Regions from separate parts of the Anas platyrhynchos genome. Here region 2 is linked to region 1. Evidence: chromatin contacts called from public Hi-C data. All regions are on one chromosome and are shown on one strand. The core of a region is the stretch at or near the end of the contact, and the rest is flanking DNA. Distances in the headings are between cores, read along the strand shown. Region 1 has its middle 53 kb from the start of TMEM241. Region 2 holds the start of TMEM241 (transmembrane protein 241).

Evidence for each region. A called contact is a pair of places that touch in the nucleus more often than the background predicts.
Region 2: a contact with region 1 is called in a Hi-C map of skeletal muscle, with 2.5 times the contacts expected there. The contact joins the promoter of TMEM241 here to the enhancer-like site in region 1. A contact is called at or near these places in 2 of 8 Hi-C or Micro-C datasets (liver and skeletal muscle).

The regions. Positions count from the first base shown.
Region 1 is chr2:54,932,928-54,937,362 of IASCAAS_PekinDuck_T2T, forward strand. No RefSeq gene overlaps it. Among named protein-coding and RNA genes, the nearest start is that of TMEM241, 53 kb to the right of the region's middle. Within about 2 kb of position 2,109, at least 1 of the 8 cell types and tissues checked has an H3K27ac peak or open chromatin away from gene starts, as enhancers often do.
Region 2 is chr2:54,986,573-54,990,978 of IASCAAS_PekinDuck_T2T, forward strand. TMEM241 (transmembrane protein 241) reads right to left here and starts at 2,069. Exons shown (of 15, transcript XM_072034791.1): 1 at 1,910-2,069; 2 at 402-448. The coding sequence starts at 1,981.

The sequences.
Region 1 (4,435 bases), core at 859-3,358:
AAAGAAAAGCCTCCGAGCCCAGTGAAGTGTTGCCTTCACTGTCATCGGTGGGTGCTGCTATCAAGGGAGAAGCTGGGCAAGCCAGGCCTTCAGATCCACTGACATTAGGCTTAAACGCACTCATTTTTAATTCACTTGCATCCCTGAGACAGCCTTTGTACTCCATAACCTACTCGCCCTTCCATCCCACCACACACAGCCAAGAATCACGAGTTTACCTGCTCCCCACTGCTTCCCAGAGGGTTTTCGTTTGGGGTTGACTGGGAGAGAGTGCGGGTGAAGAGGCAGAAGGGGAGAAAACGCAGCCTGGTTTATTTACAAGTCACTGACAAGTCCCGTGTGATCACAGAGGGGTTTACCAGGAACGGATCCTGCTCGTTGGTTCAGGAGATTCTCAGCGTTGTCTCGAAGAAGCAGCTGCTTGGGATGGGGAGAGGAGATAAAGCACCGAGAACAGATGTAGGAAAACTGCAGGGCTGAGTGGGTCTGAAACAGCTCGAGGGAGGAAGGAATGGGTCACAAAGTTACAAATCTGCAGAAAACAATGGGAGTCTGTGGTTTCTGTTGATATTTTCTGCTGGCAAACAAAGAAGCCCGACTGTATTTTTAGTTTAAAAAGATTAAAAAAAAAAAAAAAAAAAGTCAACAACAACAAAAAATGTAGTAACACAGTATCTACAAAGTTTTAAAAAGCCAGATAAAAGGCTTTTATTTCTAAACTGCTCTCATCCCACTCAGAATGGGATGACAAAAATGACTGAGTTGTTGCCATCCAAGCTGGATTACCCGTCGGGAGCCTGCTGCCTCCTCGTCCTGCCCCGCTTCCCAGCGGGGTCTCTGCAGAGCGATGCCTCCAGCTGAAGGGCTGAACCCCAGGCACCTTCCTCACGTCCCCTCACTTCTGTGGGTGAGAGCACAGCCTGCGAGGCAGTCAGCTCCGTGTGATCAACCTGCCACGAGCAGGGTTTTTCGTTGGGAAAGGTCTGGAGAGAAGGGGTGGAAGGGGCCATCGCCACATTTGTCCACGTGAGCATCCCTAGAGGAAGAGGGAGAACCGAGGCGTGTTGAAAACATGCCCACCTAAAGAAAGGAGAACTGAAACAGTGACTACCCACGCACTATCATCATTCATTTCCTCTTAAAAAAGGCAATCTCCTTCCTAAGAGGGTACTGAAGCACGGCTGAACTACGACCGCCAGCAACCTACCTTCTGCTTTCTAGGCCGAAAGGGAGCTGGTGGTACAGACCTCCAGCTCTATGCCCTGACCTCCCGTGATGCAGCCCACAAACTAACTGCTCCGTAGCTCTTTGTAGACCACAAGCATCTTAAAGAACCATTAAAGCACTCATTTCAGATGGACAAAGTCCAGCACATTTCTAAACATCAGTAGTTTTTTTTTGCAACCTCTCTTCTGGTGTGAGCAGTTTTCTAGCCAAAACTAGACCAATTCAAGCAAAAGCAAGCCATTTAAATATACATCTTTCAGATGCACATCATTGAAGAGCTGCATCCAGAGGGCTTCTGAGAGCTCAATATTTAAGGCCTTCTCCTGGAGGAGCATCCTCCCAGCCATCCTGAAACACCTTTCTCTGGTGAGGAGCGCAGACTGGAAGCCAACTAGGAGCTGGCGTATTTCTGTGGGTAAAGATTACAATTCCCACAAAGACGAGACCAGGACTGTAAGGTGCTCTTTTTTTTAATTTTTTCCTTTTGGTTCACCTTGTCTTATTTGAATAAACCCATGGATAAGCAGGTAGATGTTGGTGCGGTGCAGGGAGCTGGGGCTGGCTGACTCCTTCGTACGCGGCATCCGGAGCTGCAGTCCCCACCCTCTGCCTGATTTATTTTAAAAGCCTGCTGCGTCCATTAGTGGAAAGTTGGACTCTGTTCAGGCTGCGATGGTGTCCATGGACAGGAAAATGGAAAGTTTCAGATTAAAGCTGCGGGAGGCCAGGAAGAAAAATATCTGGTGAATTTAATCGATGGCGGCAACGCGATTATTGTGGACGAATGTTAAAGAAATGGCAGTCTGTGACCCAGAGCAGATCCTTAGCTGGAAAGATAAAGGAGGGCAGCATGAAAGCCTGCAAGGCCACAAGGATGAGAAGCTGAAATGTTCCTTACCAGCGGGAAGGTCAGGCACTTTGCTGAGCTAATCTTTTGAAGGTGTAGGAGAGGCCAGCTCTCACTGTGTCATTCCGTTCGCTAACCATCCAAGTTATTCTCCCTCTCCTTAATTTCTTGAAGATCTGAGACATACCTGATGACACACAGGCATCCCCACTGCTTTTGTTCTCAGCAGAAGGTGGCAGGAGTCCCAGCGATATCATCCTGTGGTCTCATTGAACTAAACAGCTGAGCAGAGGGAAGAAGTCGTAGCAGCAACCCGTGCTGAAGGCCTTGCAGACACTGGGGGAGCCCATCGAGGCACCTGGGTGCCCTGGAAACCCCGGGGCTGCATCCAGAAAATCAGCAAATGGACTTCTCAAAGTGCAAATGATCTCAGATCCTACCAAGGGGATCTTTAATGGGGAAAAAAAGGTGAATAAACAGCTGGCAAAGAAGGCAGAATTCCTGCTCTTAAAGCAACTGATTGATTTTGTATTATCCTCATATATTTCTTTTTCCAGTTAACTGGGTAGCAATGAGCCAGAAAATTTAAAAAAATATTTATTTTTAGTGTAACTGTAACTATATTGATTTACATGAGGCTACCATAGGAAATAGGAAGAGAGGAAACCAGTATGAAGGAAAGGGAAAAGGGAAAAACACCCCCAAACTCCAAAACTTTAGAGAATGTTACCACTGAAATCCCATGCATGCCATGGGCTCACTCTACTGTTTGTCTTTAAACCATCACCTGGAAAATGACGTCAGAATCCTATAGCAGGGGCGTGCTTTTGGAGCGGTCAGAAATATTTCGGAGTACTTTGGACCCTGCTATTGAGGTGAGACAGCCACACTGCCAGCTCACGAAAGAAATCATCGTGAAGAGATTTCACAAAGTCTCTCGGGGAAGGAGACCAACAGAAAAGACACCAGAGGCTCTTTGAGAGTGCATTTCCTTCTCTTTTTTTCCCCTAAAAGCCATAAACCTTTACAGTCTTCACCTTTGGATGAAAGGGCTACGGGGAAGGGCAGCTGGTGCTGTCCATTTCCTGGCACTGCTTGGAGCCTGACAGCTGCAGGAGGTGAAGGGTGTATCGTGACCGACTGGGAAGCAGATTCAACGTGCATCATTTTAGGAGGCGCCGTGGTTTATTAACTTGCAGTGGTTTATTGAATCACGTCGTGACAGGCTGGCGTTTCCTCTTGTTGAGGAAAGTCGCAGCGTTTCCCCGGCAGTCGCGCTTACGGCCCCAGATGCTGGGAGCCAGAGGTTACGCAGCAACACCCCCGCTGCTGTCCCCTGCGTTCGCTCCTCTAAAATCAACTTTCCGTGATTTCAAAGAGGACTTTGAGCCAGAAACGGTGCCCTTGTGTCACATTTCCATAAACAAGAAAAATTAAAAAAAAAAACACAAGAGAGACTTTGAACCAGAAGTGGCGCCCCTGTGCCCCGTTTTCGTAAACGAGAAAAATAAAAAACACACGAGAGATTTGGAAGGGAAGGGGCAGTAGCTTTCTAGCTTTTCCACCCATTTCTGTATCGGGAGGATGAGGGTTCCCCCATCACCGCTTCCAGTGGCACTGCCCTGCAGCGCAGCGCCTGCCCTGCTGAAGCAGACCACTTCTCTCTGCAGGTCTCAGAACCGCAGAGGGTTTGGTTTATGGCTTTGTTTGTTTGCTTTAAGCTGACAGAAAACGATACAGACAAGGCTTTTTCCATCTGAGAGGCTGCAGCAAGCGACTCGCCCATAGGACGTGCCTGTTCGCAGCACTGCGACACGGCTGAGCCACGCGGGCTTGCGTTGTGTAAGGCTCTCGAGATTTATTTCCTTTGGTTACAGCCCATCAGGTCTTGAGGCTACGGCCATCGGTGTCAATCCCCACGTGGTCTGTTCTTCTTCCTCATCATCAACAACCAGCCCACGGAGCGCCCATGCTGAAGACAGGGCGCAGAAACGAGTGCAAGAAGGGAAGAAAAGTTGCCGTGATGGAATTTGTAGCTTCTGTGTCTGTCCAGCATCCGAAGCCTCTGAACAAAAATGGAGACACTAAATGAAAAAAAAAAAACAGCAAGGAAGGGGAACACTCCCACCCCAACAACCAAGAAACCCATCCTTTTCTCCAGTATTCTCCCCAAACAGCCACTTTTCTAGCAGAAAACAGAGCTTACACAAGGCCAAAGCACAGCTCTCAAAGGGTTATGCTCCTCACACGAGGCAATTACCATGGAAATAGTTACACAACCCTCGTGGGCTGCTTTAATCGCTTTCTGGGACTAAACAGCCATGTATTTGTAATGGGCCCTAATCAAAAAAGAAAGAAATA
Region 2 (4,406 bases), core at 819-3,318, 54 kb after region 1:
TAAGCAGCACTGTATTTGTGTATGCCTAAAGATGGGTTTAAGGTCAGTTTTCACTAGCACAATAAAAAAAGAATACACCAAATCTGCCTGTTATCCATGAGAGCCATATCCCATGAAGACGGGCTATACTATTACTACTTTTCTATGCTAAAGCATAAAACTTCCATGAAAAACAAAAAATTATGGGGTCTATATATCCTAATTACATTACCATCATTATGTTTAAAAGTTAACCAAGACAAGTTAATGTCTGTTTTACCAAGATTTCATGAAGTTCGTTCTCTGGACAGCAACAGCCAGTAACAGCATGAAGTACCCAAGTTGGCTTCAGCATGGAACAGCAGGACATTTACCGATTAAAGTCATTTTTCAAACGATTGTATTCTTAAAATGGTACTTACCCTTGAAAAAGGGTAGGGTAGGTAAATTTCAGGACAGACAGGACATACTGGAAAACAAACACCAAATTAATGGACGTCAAACATCCACGGAGCTATAACGTTAACAAGCAATTACAAGAGCAACAAATACAAGAAGCCCCTACTGAAATAAAGAAACATAAAAAAAAAAAATAAGAGACAGTCTGAACATTCTCTGTAACTTCTTTTCCTGTGTCAGAACTGCTTGATGTTCCCCCAGTCGCTGTGGAAGGTAGTAGACACTGAAGTTCGTGAGGCACAGAGCAGACACACTGAACACTGGAGAGAAGGATGCCTACCGAGTTGCTCTTTTACTTGCTGAGCACACGGCACACTTTGCACTGAACGGGAAAAGGACGTACAGGAACAAAAAGATACAAGGACTTGTCCATTAAAATCATATCATACCACAGAGGCAAGCTTTGGCAGGATTAAGACCGCTAACTTTGAGATAATTTTCTCCTGATGATTAATCCATCTGTACCTAACGCTGCTCACCCAGTTTTGTGTAAAACATGAAGTAGTCCATAAAGCCCATCGGAGATGTAATACACTGCACAGATATGGAAGTAGGCTTTGTGTCTTTGCTTTAGCATGCTTTGTTAGGGTCCCTGCGTATGGATGTTCACGTTTTTTCCCCACATACATATGCATCTATGAGACAGAAATGCATTGGCCTTTCCATACATAAACCAGGATCTAACAACTACCTGTGATAAAGAACACGGACGCTATCTGTGCACAGGAGAAGAACGACTGGAGCTTCCTCAGTAGAAAGGAAAGGGACCTGCCATTCCCTCCAGGAGCCAGCAGCAGCTGTCAATGAACACGAGATGCCAAAAGCTTTCAGCAGAGACAAAACCGCACTGAGCACTTGGCAAAATGACTTTTAGAGGTGGTGGCAGCGTGTTACTGAGAAACTGGCATCAATACACACTGAGATAAGGCACGCTGGCTCACAAGGGGTTGTGTTAGGCACAGATTTGTCAGAAGTAGCAATTGGTTTTTAAATCGGGAGGGTGTAACTGTGCAAGTCCATACCCCCACTTCCATTTATATGTCATCTGGGGAAAATGGAAGGTGTATATTCTGATTATCTTCAGCCTCATTATGTTAAAACCTACTCAAAAGTTTGAAAACAGAGGCCCTACATCAAAGCTCTTCCAGCTTCCTCTGAGTTAAGCCAAGCATCTTTTCCAACACAGGAGGCAGCCCGGCAGCTGCTGCAGCCCCTTTCTGCTTCCCCAGCCAACACCCCTCCTTCAGCAGATTCGGTAGGAGCAACATCTCCTCCTAGGAGCTCTGCTTCACCTCTGGACCCCGATCTACCTCTACTTAGCGGGGTTCCCGGCTACCACCCCCTCGCCCCCCATTTCGTGAGGCGAAGGGGCCGGGAGCCGGGCCGCCAGCCGCCACGTGTCCCGGGGCCCCGGCTTCAGCCTCCGCCGCCTCCCCGGTCTACTCCGGGCTCCCCTTGCGGAGCAGCTCACCTTGTTGGTGAAGCAGGACGCCAGGTAGAAGAGGCAAAAAGCCAGCCCGCCCGCCGGCCGCTTCAGGTACATCGGGCACCGGCCCAGGCGCCCGCGGCGGCCATGGCGGGGCAGCGGCCGCTCCCCGCCGCGCCTCCTCCTGAAGGGGGCGAGGCCGCCATGAGCGGGGCGGCGCTAACATCAATTGCAAGCTTATTATGACAAATTTTTCGTTTTGGTAATTGCCATTCCTTGCACTTAAGGAATGCACTCTTTCTGTGACACCTCTGGGCTCACAGAGATGCAGCCCAGAGACAAAATCTGCCTCCACTCCCCGCTTCTGACAAGCTCCGCTCCCCACTTCTTCCAGCTTCAAACATCACACTTACAAATCTACTATTAAACGTATCAGCCCACCTTTTTGCCCTTGTTTGGCTAAATTGAAGCTGAATGGAGGTGTAATCTGTGGGATTTTCTCTTTCAGTGTTCTGTGTGGAATGAAAAGCAACACTTTTGAGGAAAACAACAACAACAACATATTACGGATAGAATTACGTTTTGTGTTCTTGACCTGCTTGGTTTTTAGTCATCACTGTGATGACAAACTGAGAGCATCATCAAGAGAAATTAACATCTGTAGTTAGGGAATATGTGATAAGATTTTTTTTTTTGCTTTAAAAAATAAACTGTTTTTGCTAGTGTGCATTTAACTCAAGGATTTGACAAACATGAAATATTCAAAAAACTCCTACTTTACAACACAAATTTCCTTTCCAGTTTTCTAAATATCCAAGTGGCTTTCCAGTAAAAATAGGAAAAAAAAAAAAAAAAAAAGACTTCTCATTTATGTGGTGAAAAATTAATCATTTGGGGTACTTTTCAGTAAAGAAAAGCTAACAGATCTTTTGGGACTTCTTTTATTGTAAACCAGAAAAAAAGCAGAATAATGTTTCTTATATCTGCAGTTACAGCACACATTCCAGAAAACAGTTAAGAGAACAGCCATTTTGTTGGAAAAAAAATAATAGCATATCTTAACAAACACAAATTGCTTCCCTTATATTTAATTTTAGCTGTAATATTTGAACGTTATGTTTGTTCAATGACAAGCTTTATGGTAAAATACATTATGGGAATGCTCAACATGAGATATCTGTGTGTTCTCTGCCTTCGGCAGCTCGAGATATTTAATGGTAAGTCATTTCACAAACTGTAGCCTGTATTGCTTAACTTACACTGTTGGGAGATACTCATTTAGTGAACCTACCTAGAGGGAAAAAAAAAAAAAAAAGTAGCAAATAATTGCAAACAGCTAGATTTTACAGCAGTACTTATGCACAGCGGTGACGTGTAAACTATAAATACCCCAGGGAGGCAGAGAAGCAGTGGATGACGTGTCCTACCTAGTCCTGGGCGTTCTTGTATCACATCACAGGTCAGCCGTGCTCTTGCCTGATCAGCAATCCCCTACCTGTGCTGTTCTCATCTTGACTTTGCTCACGTAATGCAAAGTACAGGGTCTCTCTGTACATGTGCACCCTGTTTTTGAAGAAAGCAGCACAAATAAGGGAGTGGTGAGCATGGCCTAAATTGGAGAGAGAGAAGGAAAACTAACAGGTAGAGCAAGGGCAAATCCATCCCATGGTATGAGCCCGTCTAACCTGCTAAGTTGAGCCTCAAAAGGCAAAGTCAGAGCTCAAGGGCCTCACAGTCCCCACTGCTCCAAGACAAATGCAAACACTTTGGTCCATGAAACGCAATCCTGTGTGGTTTGTAAGGAGCTGGCCCAAAAGAGACATCTGATTTCTTGTGCTGAAATGTTTGGTCCATCCTGGACAGCAGTGATCTCTCACATGCCACAGTAACAGATGCAATGGACATGATTGTGTAGATGATAAAGCGTTTCCATTTCATAGATCTTGTGTTCAAGAGCTCTGAAAATCAGTAAGCAGACAAATACGTTTGCATTGTGCCATAAATTCAGCCTGTAAGGCTTTAAGAAAGAATAAGAAAAGCTTACTTGGATCTACAAAGACTGATGTAAGCGTGTGAGAAGAATAACTTTTGCTTTTTAATTTAGTGGAGTGTAGTTTTCATACAAAATATTACATTGATATCTCTCTACATGTTTCTTGAGGTGTTTTTTATTAAAACTGGGAGATTTGGGCAAAGATGTGTTTTCCTAGAGAAAAATGCAGAGGCAGATTTGAACTACTGTAAATCATTTAAAGCGTGGGATAAAGAATGAAGATAAAAAATGCTGCCAATGTTTTTTATCATAACTAACTTGAGTTACATATTCAGTAATTGCTAAACAGCTTTAGAAATGTTTTGAGTAGCATGAAGGGGAGTTTCTGCTCTATCTAGATTTTAACTTTTTTTTCTTTTTTTTTTTTTTTTCCAGGAGATGTGAATGAGTGGCAAATGATTTTGTTTACATGTGATTTTATATAGCATTTCTTCTTTGTGCAAGTTAGTTCAAAGCTTGATCCATTCATTTAAGGGGTCATGGGATCAA